2 separate regions of the Mus musculus genome follow, and region 1 is linked to region 2. A link is a contact called in public HiChIP or PLAC-seq data. All regions are on one chromosome and are shown on one strand. The core of a region is the stretch at or near the end of the contact, and the rest is flanking DNA. Distances in the headings are between cores, read along the strand shown.

The links. HiChIP or PLAC-seq counts read pairs in DNA pulled down with a chosen protein or histone mark.
Region 1: a FOXA1 HiChIP or PLAC-seq map of pancreatic cancer cells shows a contact between it and region 2. The contact joins two enhancer-like sites. A contact is called at or near these places in 1 of 39 promoter capture datasets (the HPC-7 cell line), 1 of 15 datasets of contacts at CTCF or cohesin (pro-B cells), 1 of 484 Hi-C or Micro-C datasets (bone marrow-derived macrophages), 7 of 115 datasets of contacts at active chromatin or transcription factors (bone marrow-derived dendritic cells, cardiomyocytes, embryonic stem cells and 3 more) and 3 of 9 other capture datasets (adipose tissue, embryonic stem cells and liver).

What each region holds. Positions count from the first base shown.
Region 1 is chr4:135,311,115-135,316,049 of GRCm38.p6, forward strand. No RefSeq gene overlaps it. Among named protein-coding and RNA genes, the nearest start is that of Gm12984, 7.4 kb to the left of the region's middle. Within about 2 kb of position 1,772, at least 269 of the 459 cell types and tissues checked have an H3K27ac peak or open chromatin away from gene starts, as enhancers often do. A contact at or near this core is called in liver and pancreatic cancer cells, where this site is marked.
Region 2 is chr4:134,991,401-134,996,886 of GRCm38.p6, forward strand. No RefSeq gene overlaps it. Among named protein-coding and RNA genes, the nearest start is that of Gm42327, 57 kb to the right of the region's middle. Within about 2 kb of position 2,916, at least 25 of the 459 cell types and tissues checked have an H3K27ac peak or open chromatin away from gene starts, as enhancers often do. A contact at or near this core is called in liver and pancreatic cancer cells, where this site is marked.

The DNA.
Region 1 (4,935 bases), core at 522-3,021, 320 kb after region 2:
AAAAAAAAAAGCCCTTGGGTTGGGAGTGTAGCCAAGTGGTAGAATGTTTGCCTAGCATGCACAAGGTTCTGGGTTCAAATCCTGTCACAGGTTTAAAACAAAGAGTTGAGTATAATTTCATACTTGGAAGCTGGAGGCACCAGGATCAAGAGTTCAAGGTCAAGTCAGACAGACATCAATGAATGGGAGGAGAGGCCCTTTGTCCTATGAAGGCTCTATTTCCCAGTGTGGGGAAATGCCAGGGCCTGGAAGTGGGCGCACTGGCTGCTCTTGCAGAGGACCTGGGATGGATTCTCAGCACCAATGTGGCATCTCACGACTGTGTGTAACTCCAGTTCCAGGGGGTCTAATACTGTCTTCTGAACTTTGAGGGCACTGTGTGCTCAGGATGCACATATAGACATACAGGCAAAACACCCATAATAATAAATACCACCTTAACCTGCACATGTGAACTACATGGCGACTTATGTCAATTTTTTTTTTTTTGAGACAGAGTTTCTCTGTATAGCCTTGGCTGTCCTGGAACTCACTCTGTAGACCAGGCTGGCCTCAAACTCAGAGATCCACCTGCCTCTGCCTCCCAAGTGCTGGGATTAAAGGTGTGTGCCACCACGCCCGGCGATTTATGTCAATTTTATTGCAATAGAAATGCAACAAGACAAAAAAATCTTGTGAAAACTGTGGCTCATTTGTAGGGCGCTTTTTTTTTTTTTTTTTTTTTTTTTGGTTTTTTCGAGACAGGGTTTCTCTGAATAGCCCTGGCTGTCCTGGAGCTCACTTTGTAGACCAGGCTGGCCTCGAACTCAGAAATCCGCTTGCCTCTGCCTCCTGAGTGCTTGTAGGGCGCTTTTTTGTTTGTTTGCTTGTTTTTCGAGACAGGCTTTCTCTGTGTAGCCCTGGCTGTCCTGGAGCTCACTTTGTAGACCAGTCTGGCCTCAAACTCAGAGATCTGCCTGCCTCTGCTCCCAAGTGTAGGGCGCTTTTTAAAAACACATGCTCAACCCTGGGCTCAAGCCCTCCCAATACAAAACCAAGAGAAAAAAAAAAAAAAAAGACTCTCGTGTAAATTCCCCAAATGAAAGGTGAAGATCAGCAGCCCTAGGTGCTGAGATGAGACGGACAAGCAACCTGTGCCCTCGGCTTCCTCCCTGAGCCCATGAACCTGATCCCAGTGAACAGACTTAGAAATCCCGTAGGAGCCTTTGACAGAGGGACCTAGGGACTCAGTGGAGCAGAGCGGAGCAGAAGTGGGGGTCCTGCTATGAGCGATCAGAGCTCTTGGTGACTGGCACTGGAGATGACCCAGGAGCACACCCACCGTAGTCGATGCTAAGCCTTCAGTGGAACCTGGAGGGAACCCAAGGGGAGCACTGTCCCGCACAGTCCTCAAAGGGTTCTCAGACAGTGATAGAGTCAAGACTGGGGAAACATAGCCACTCCCAGAGTATCACACCCCTGGGACTGAGCCCTGCCATCCACCAACAGAGGGGGGGTGTAGGGTACACTTCTGCACCAGCCGAGAAGGACTCAGGACGCTTCGTGACCCTGTGGTGAGGCTCTGCATCAGAAACACAGTATGCGGAGTCCTTGGGCTACGGTTTTCTGTAGTCCAGGAATGAAGCTGCTGCCCAGAGAAGGGACTCCCAACCCCAGCGGGAGAGCTGGGCAGCCATCTGATCCACTGCAGCTGTGGGGAGGGTGGATTCAGTGCAGGGCAGGACCATGGCAGAGAGGCTGCCAGTGGGAGGGGCTTTCCCAGACAGCCTTCTGTATGGCTGATGCCAAGGCTAGGGTCAGATGATGACAGATTTCCTGCTGAGCCCTCTGAAATGTTTGGAACTCGGCAATGACAGTCCAGAAGTTTCTGTTTCCCTGGAAGGCTCTGAAAGGAGAGTTCTAGATAAAGACTCCCGGTTTTGTTTTTGTCCTCTTACCCTGCCTGAACTATCCTGGCACCTCCACTGGGGTGGAACAATGGCTCTGAGACACTTGGCCACTTCCTGTCTCGCATCAGCATTTATTTAAGAAGCCCACTTCTTGGGTTTCGCAGAGGCACACTCTTCTCCGAGACCCACTGAAAAGCCATCTCTAGCTTTCAGTTCAACGCAAAGCATCGCTTCATTCTACAGACGAGGAAACTGAGGCCTGGAGAAGGTCAACTCAGCCTCCCCGTCCTTGCCACACCCTTCAGCTTCCAAGAATGCCTCAAGAGGGAGTGTTAGGTGACAGGAAACAGAAACACAGAAACGCTAGCTTTGAGGCACTAAAGCTGGGCCTGCCTCCCCCTCTCCTGCTTGCTTTGGCTAGAGTTGTCCCTTCCCCTCGGGACTTCAGTTGCCTTATCTTGTAAACGCAGATAATTATAGCAACCGCTCTCCAGGGTTGACGTGTAAATGAGAAGAGCTGGTCATCTGTCGCGAGCTCGGTGCACTGTAAGCTGAAGACACTGAGCAAAATGAACAGCCCTGTTTAGTCATGGTGACAACTCGAATGTGCAATACCCCCACCCAGAGACCCATGCATTGTACACTCCAGCTTGTGGGAGGTTGGGAAACCTTCGGGGCATTATACACATAGGTCACTGTTTGGTAGTGCTTCCGATCCACCAAGATACAAACAAGCCACTGTCCTAGCTTTTCATCCAGGTATGTCCAACCCTTCCTCTGTGGTGGAGCAAAGGTCGCTGTGGTGACCAGCTGACCCCTTATCCCTGTAGTCATAGCAATGACATCAGCAGACACACTCAGAGACAACCAGGTGTGTGGCAAGGATCCTGGACCCGCCGCTCTTCACTCTGAGAGAGGTGGAGAGGTCACGAGGACTCATTCGCTCCCCTCTGCCTCCCTTGAGGTCACAGAAGGAAGGGAAACTGAAAGCAGAACTCTATGATGCGATTCTCGTGAAGCCATCCCTCAGAGATGTGGGACTTTTGGGTGACACAGCTTTCTGAGTCGCCCACGCCTGTGAGTTTCCCTGCACAATGCTTCCATCAGGAAGTCTGAACCAAGCTGGACTCTGGGTGAGACTTTCTTTTTTTCATTTTGGGGTGTGTGTGTGTGTGCTCAAGAATGCATGCACATACTTCTTTTGTTTTTCAAGACAGGGTTTCTCTGTGTAGCCCTGGCTGTTTTGGAACTCTGTAGACTAGGTTGGCCTTGAAACTCTCAGAGATCCACTTGTCTCTGCCTCCTGAGTGTTGAGATTAAAGGCATGCGCCACCTTGTCTAGCTGCGTCTCTTTTTTCAATGCCTCATCAGTGGCCTGCCTTGTCCTAAGAAAAGCAACACAGCGGCTACACCGGGACCTCCTGCCGCCTCTGGTTGAGCCACTGTGGCAGCCACGTCTTCACCACAGTGACAGATAAGCCCTTGTCAATGTCTCTCCCTGAGTCCGTTCTGCCACCCGTTTTGTCATAGTAAAGGATACAGTCACAGGTCTTGACAGCGAGTCCCTCGTGTGACCTGTAGCACCCAGATATTGCATAGCCCCGTTTTCCATCAGCACCTGGCCCTGTGTCCTCACTGGCTTCCGGGAGAATGCGTCAGTGATGGTGGTTCCTCAAATGTCCTATCATTTGTCAGAAGTGAGTCCGTAGCATTATCAGACATACCAACTCAGCCTGTACATCCATAAGGGGCACCCAGAGCCCCAGAGAGAGATAAGGGCTTGCCCAAGCTCACCAGCAAGGGCTGACGGGAACAGGTCCCAAGCTCTACCCACATGGACACATAGCTCCTCCACCTTCTTCCTGAAAGGAGACTGGCCCAGGTGAATGTTTAAAGGCTACATCCAGGATGGGAGATTCATGCCTGAGTCAGTCAGTCCCCTAGGAAGGCCCAATGTTCTGAGTCCTCAGTCCACAGAACTGTGAATTTCACAGAGGCAGAGAGGCCATGGATCAGTGGACTTTGCCTAGTTGTATGATAAAATACCAGTGTTTGCCAAGGGTCTGTCTTTATGAGCCTGGGTTCAGCTCTCAGGATTGCACTTGACAGGTACAGGTTGTAGTGGTTTGCATGAAAATGACCCCCAGGTAGGCTCCAGTGTTTGAATTCTTGATGCTTAACTGGTGGAACTGATTGGGAAGGATTAGGAGGTGTGTCCTTGGTAGAGGATGTGTCCACCAGGAGTGGGCTTGGAGGTTTCAAAAGATGCATGCCATTCCCAGTATCTTGCTCTGTGTCATACTTTGCAGGACCACGATGTGAGCTCTCAGTTGTTCCTGCCCTTGTGTTTTGTGTTTTTGTTTTGCTCTGTCAGCGAGGACTCTAACCCTCCGAAGCTGAAGCCCATTTAACCACTTCCCTTTATAAGTTGCCTCGGTCATGCACGTTTTATCACAGTAATGGAAAAGTAACCAAGACACAGGGTGAGTGGCCTGGCAACTTCCAGCTACAGCCATCAGCATGGGGGAAGTCTGGGCGGGCTGGAACTCGAAGAGTCTGCTGACATCCCATCCCTTCCAGAGCAGAGGGCAGGGAACTAGTGCTGGATCGCTGGTGCTCAGTTGCCTCTCTCCGCAGGCAGGACCCAGGGTCTGCTCACAGTGAAGAAGACTCTTCCCTCTTCAATGATATCAGGCTGGAGAGATAGCTCAGTGGTTAAGAGCACTGACTACTCTTCCGAAGGTCCTGAGTTCAAATCCCAGCAACCACATAGTGGCTCACTCACAACCACTTGTAGTAAGATCTGACGCACTCTTCTGGAGTGTCTGAAGACAGCTACAGTGTAGTTACAGATAATAAATAAATAAATCTTAAAAAGAAAAAGAAAGAAAAAGAAATGATATCAAGGAATACGAGCCTGCTGGTGAGGAACTGAGGCGTCCTGACGGCTGCAGCGTGAGTGGGGCCATCTGGGTCCCCAGTGTCAGTCAGGCCTCCTGCCTAACCCTAAACACTGTAACAGCATTTTATGATGGATGCATCAAAA
Region 2 (5,486 bases), core at 1,666-4,165:
TGAGGATGTTGCAGAGATTCGGCAGTGTGTGTAAAGCGCTGTGCACCTCATCTGGCTTGCTAGCAAGTGTTCCTTCAGCTCGTGTGGCCATCTGTGTTATATGTCACCTGGTTGGCTCTCTTTTAAAAATGCTATGCAGCAGTTTCCTCTAAGATTGAGACCTTCCATCTTGGAGGGAAGCTCCTTAAGTTCAGGAAGAGACAACTCAATACCTCCAAGAAGTTCCTGAAACTGACAGGATTCACTAGGTCCCTCCTTCCCCAGCACGTACATACGTGTGTGTGTGTGTGTGTGTGTGTGTGTGTGTGTGTGTGTGTGTATGCAGTAAAATCTGCTGTGAGATCCTCCAGGTGGCTCAGCAGCTGCCAGAAGGAAGAAGTGACCAACTAGATGCTCAAAAAGGACACTGTGTAGCTTGTCCTGCTGCCTGCAGTCTGAATGCCCTGTTCTGGGCTCGCAGCTTTTATGAGCCTCACTCCGCTGATGTGGGTTTTAGTGATCCAGCTGTCTTTGCGTCATTGCTGCTCCTGTGGTTGCCCATCACCCACATTTCTGTAGGTCACCCTAGCAAAGCTCACTGGTTTACCGAGTTAAGACTTTAGCGGCATCCTTAATTTGTCCCATTTTTCAGCTCCCTATCTGAGATGAGTACGTGTTTGTTCATGCATCTCCAAGAACAGTGTGATACAACTCATCACCCCAGGATGAGGAAGCAGAGCCCCAAGGAGGTGGAAGGACAAGCCTAAGGTGGCATGTGAGCGGCGAGTAGCATTTAAAGCAGGGTTACCTAATGCCCCTGGAATCAGTGTCCCCCTGCCCCCTGCCCCGTGATTTCTTTCCAATGGAAACATTCCATCCAGGAAGGAAGAAGGGAAGAGGCTCATGACAGCCAGATGGAAAATAACACAAGTCTTAGGAAGTTCTGGAACCCAATTAGACCCACAGGGTCCTTCCAGGGGGTGTGGGAATAGTCAGCAAGCATTGGCAGAGGAGACTGTTCAACCAGCCCAGCTTCCAGAAGGAGCCTTGCCTTCTGCTGCGCTGGGTGCAAGGTGGTAGCTTTAGTGAGATGTCACCCATGCAGGGGAGAGATCTTTGGTGTTGTGGTCATTTCTGAGTCATCTCTGTTTCTATGAGTATCCCCTTGTCTTTACTCCTGTAAGTCACCCGAGTAAGAACTCATAGTCACCAAGCTGGACTTTAGGGGAAATCCTCTGTCTGCCATACTCTCTCTGGGGTGAGTAGATGTTCACATTTCCCCAGAAGTCTCACACAACACCTTCTGGGTGTCCAGAGCAGGCTGTCATCCTTAGGCCACTAAGTGGGCCTTCTACAGTGATGCCCTGCCCCTGAAAACCCAGCTAGAGAGAGGGAGGCAGTGTCAGAATGTAGGAGCTGGAGTCAGCTTGCTGCTCCCCAAGTGTCCTGGCTGTGTGATGTTTAGTGAGTGGCTTGACCTCTCTGAGCCTCAGATTCCTTATTGGAAAAATGGTGTTGACAGTGTTTAATGTGCTTGGTTGCCAGCCTCCCTGTCAAAGGCTCAGAGTTGGTGCTACATGGATGGAATTGAAGAGGTTGGCAGAGTTCATCTCCTTCCTATCTCTATTGGGGGTTCTTGTCCACCTTCCTTCCAAAAATGAAGTGGTTAGACAACACGGAATGTTCAGGAGTGTTTATTCTTGATTCAGGGTTAACAACCTTCACTAAACTAGATAATTTTAAGCCTTGTGGGAACTGCCAACTTAAACAGAACAAGTTTGAACTCTTGGTAGCCAGAAATGCTAGCCCAAAGCCCGTTACACCTCTGAGAACAGTTACAGCCCTTAGAAGCTCTCAGAGAGATTCGGGGTGTCAACTGAGAGCAACTCTGCAGAAAGTGGGTCACCAGAGGGAGCAACAGGAGCAGCGGGAGCAGGAGGAAAACCAGGAGCAGCGAGAGCAGGGGGAGCAGCAGCAGGAGGAGCAGCGGGAGGAGCAGTGGGAGCAGCGGGAGCAGGGGGAGCAGCAGCAGGAGGAGCAGCGGGAGCAGGGGGAGCAGCAAGCAGCAGGAGGAGCAGTGGGAGCAGGGGGAGCAGCAGCAGGAGGAGCAGCAGGAGCAAGGGGAGCAGCAAGCAGCAGGAGGAGCAGCGGGAGCAGGGGGAGCAGCAGCAGGAGGAGCAGCGGGAGGAGGAGGAGCAGCAGCAGGAGGAGCAGCGGGAGGAGGAGGAGGAGCAGCAGGAGCAGCAGGCATCCTGTCTCTGGCAGGTCTTGAAGGTGAGAGCAGCTTTGGCATCTGCAGCTGAAGTGTGGGGTCTGAGAGGCAGGAATGAACGACTCTCACCTATTTGTACCAATGTTTGCATCCAGGATGCTGGCTGGAGCCCCAGTGCCCTCCCTGCTTGGCACAGGAGCCTGGGGCTCCAGGAGCTTCCAATGCCTCTGGCATTCTCCTCGTCCTCCCCTGTCAGGCTCTATTCACCTCTTGCTCATCCGTGGACCATCCAAGTTCATGGCATGTCAGCTGGGCCATGATCAGCTGACTTCTGGTATGTAAATAAGATTATAAACAGGACCAATCAGGGAAGCGCAGTCCAGAAGTCTGCCTGTTCTGGTTGGTACACTGGTCTTCCTAGGCCACTGCCCGCTGCTTTTCCCTTCCCTGGCTTGGTGGCCTTTGGGATTCTGGCTGTCAAAAGCTGGGACTTTGGGGGCTTTTGCCCAACTGTTTTTTTGTTGTTGTTTGTGTCCCATGTATCTCCTTACCGGGGTGCCCTGGCTGTCAGAAAGCCCCCAATCAGATGGGAAACTCCTTAGGTGGAGGGGGAGTTTGTTGCCATGGTTACCATTAGCACCCTGCCTCCTGGGCCTTCACAGCCAGAGTGCACACTAGTGTGACCTCTATGGGTATGAGAACATCCAGGCTGGCATAGCTTGGTTTCCCTAAAGGGCTGGGTACACATACTCCCAGCAGGAGGGAGCGTGGACACTGGTGGCCATCTGGGGACACTGCATGAGATTTCTTGGCTCTTACCACAAGCCAGATAGTGCTATACAGTCTCATGGTTCTCTGGTGACTCAGGGACTAAGAGGTGCTGAATTTCCCAGCTGGGATGATGGAAGAGGTCCAGTGGGAAATATTTTGAGGTTCTCTGCCTAATTCTTTGGAGAGTGGGACACAAGGACATGCCCATTCTGCATTGCACCAGAAACAGAACGTAGCTAATTCAGGTGCGCAGAAAATAGAAAAGGAGAAACCGCAGGCTGGGATGGCATCGTCAACGCTGATCCTTCCTGCCTGTGTTTTTTTTTCCCCCTTTGAATAGATAGACATACAGGCCTTAAAAAACAAAACAAACAAAACAAAAGCCCCAAATCCAAATCCTTGGAAATAGAAGCACACAGCATACAGCTAGATCTGCGACAGGTGTCCCCAGTCTTGGCTGTGGGGAGTGGAGGCAGGAAGATCCCAGAGTGAAACCTGCCTCACCTCAGAAAAAGAACAGAACAAAAACCCAGCCACACAAACTACCACCACCACCACCACCACCACCACCACCGAAACAACTCATCCCACCCGGAGGGGCTGGGGTGTGCTGCTCCCCGCTCTCAGATCTTTGGAAACCCAGCTTCACTTCAGAGCAACCAGCCCATGGCTGCCAGTGTCCTCCCTGGCTCGCTGAAACCGCCGACTTAAACCGTCTAGGTTTATGCAGACGAATAAACACCAGCTCCTACATTTTTGATGAAGTTGACATTACACAAACGCTCCTGGCTTACTTGGTCAGACCGGGCAGGGAGTGCGGGGCTGAATCAATAATGGGAGAGATAAAACATTAAACAGGACGTTCTGCAAAGCAAGCAGCTTGGTGGGGAGGCAAGTCAGGTGACCCGGAGCGGCACATGGCCAACAGTCCGCGGATGCTCAGGGAGCAGATGGTCTGGGATCTCCACAAGCTTGAGAGACTGTGTGACTTCTCCAGGAGCCTCCAACTTAGGCTGCAAGCCCAGAAACATGGAAAGAGTATTAAGTCTGTGGCCTTGGCCTTGTGTAGGGTTTTTTTTTTTTTTTTTTTTTTTTTTTTGCTTGTCTACCTCAATTGGGAAAATAGAGCCTTGGACAGGGATAGCAAAGTCCTTCCTGATGGCTTCATTGTGAACTTAGGATGTGCAGGATCCAGACATAAAGGATATTCCAAGCCACACGTGAGCAGGGCCCAGGAAATGTGTCCTTGGGGCCCAGCTTTGGTGTGAACTTGTATGTCTGTGTGTGCTTGTGTATCCGTGTGTGTGTGTGTGTGCGCGCGCGAGTGTGTGTGTGTGTGTTTGTGTTTTGCATACAAATAAAGCACTGTCTGCAGGAACCTGGAACAATTTTCTACCCTCCTGAATCTTGGCGTTATACTTGACTGGGAAATAGACTCACCCTGTGGAAGAGGGCCGGTGAGATGCCTCTGTCAGAGGGACCATATCAGACACCTGCTTTTTCTATCACTTTGAGATGTGTAGCATTTTCGTCTGTTGGTTTGATGGTGTTTTAAGGATGTGCCCCATTCTGCTGTCTCTGTATAAGGATAGAAATGGTAAGTTCAGGAGCTGGGGAGATGGTTCACTCGGCTGATGAAGTGTTTGTCTTGATAGCCTGAGGTCTTGAGTTTGATCCTCAGAAACACATTTAAAAAATTCACGAGTAGACGTGTGCTTGTCACCCCAGTGCTGGGGGTGCTGGGGAGGCATAGACAGGTGAATCTCTGGCGCTTCCTGGCAACGTGGCTGAGTTGACTTGGTGAGATCTAGGCCAGTAGGAGATGCTGTCTCAAAAACCAAGGTGCACAGTGACTGAGGAACAACAGCCAAGTTTGTCCTGTGGCATCTGCACACTGCATGGGAATAGCATACGACACAAACATGGGTGTGTGCCCGCACACATAAATATGCACACACACACACACACACACACACACACACACAAAGAGAAATAATCAATTCAGCAAATATTTATTTATTTATTCAGGATCTGCTGAGGGCCAGACTCAGGACATGGGGACAAGGATCCAGGCTCTGGCCTGAGGCCTTCTAAAGCAGCTTATGGGGCCCGCACTATGGCCTGGTGGACCCTGGTGAGGAGCGTCTCAAGACACTCATATAGATCCATCACCAGCAAATCTTAACTGTGGCAGAGTCACCCCAGGGAAACGTTTTTGAGATGCGACTGTCTAGGTAGCTCAGGAAGGAGGGCCTGATTCAGTAGGGTAGAGTCATGAGATGTGCCTTTGGTAATTCTGGGTTTTCATTTTAGCCCACTAAGAATTACCAGTCATTTTTGGGCATTTAAAAGCTGATAAACCTCATATGGGGTGGGGGTGGGGGAAAAGGTGGAGGAGGGTGGGGGGAGGGTGGGGGAGGGCAGAGGTGGGATTTCTTATTTGACTTTACCTTTCTCTAATGAACACGGCATCTTCTACCTGACCCCCTTGCTGTAACCCATTTACCTTGAGAATCAGAGTTTG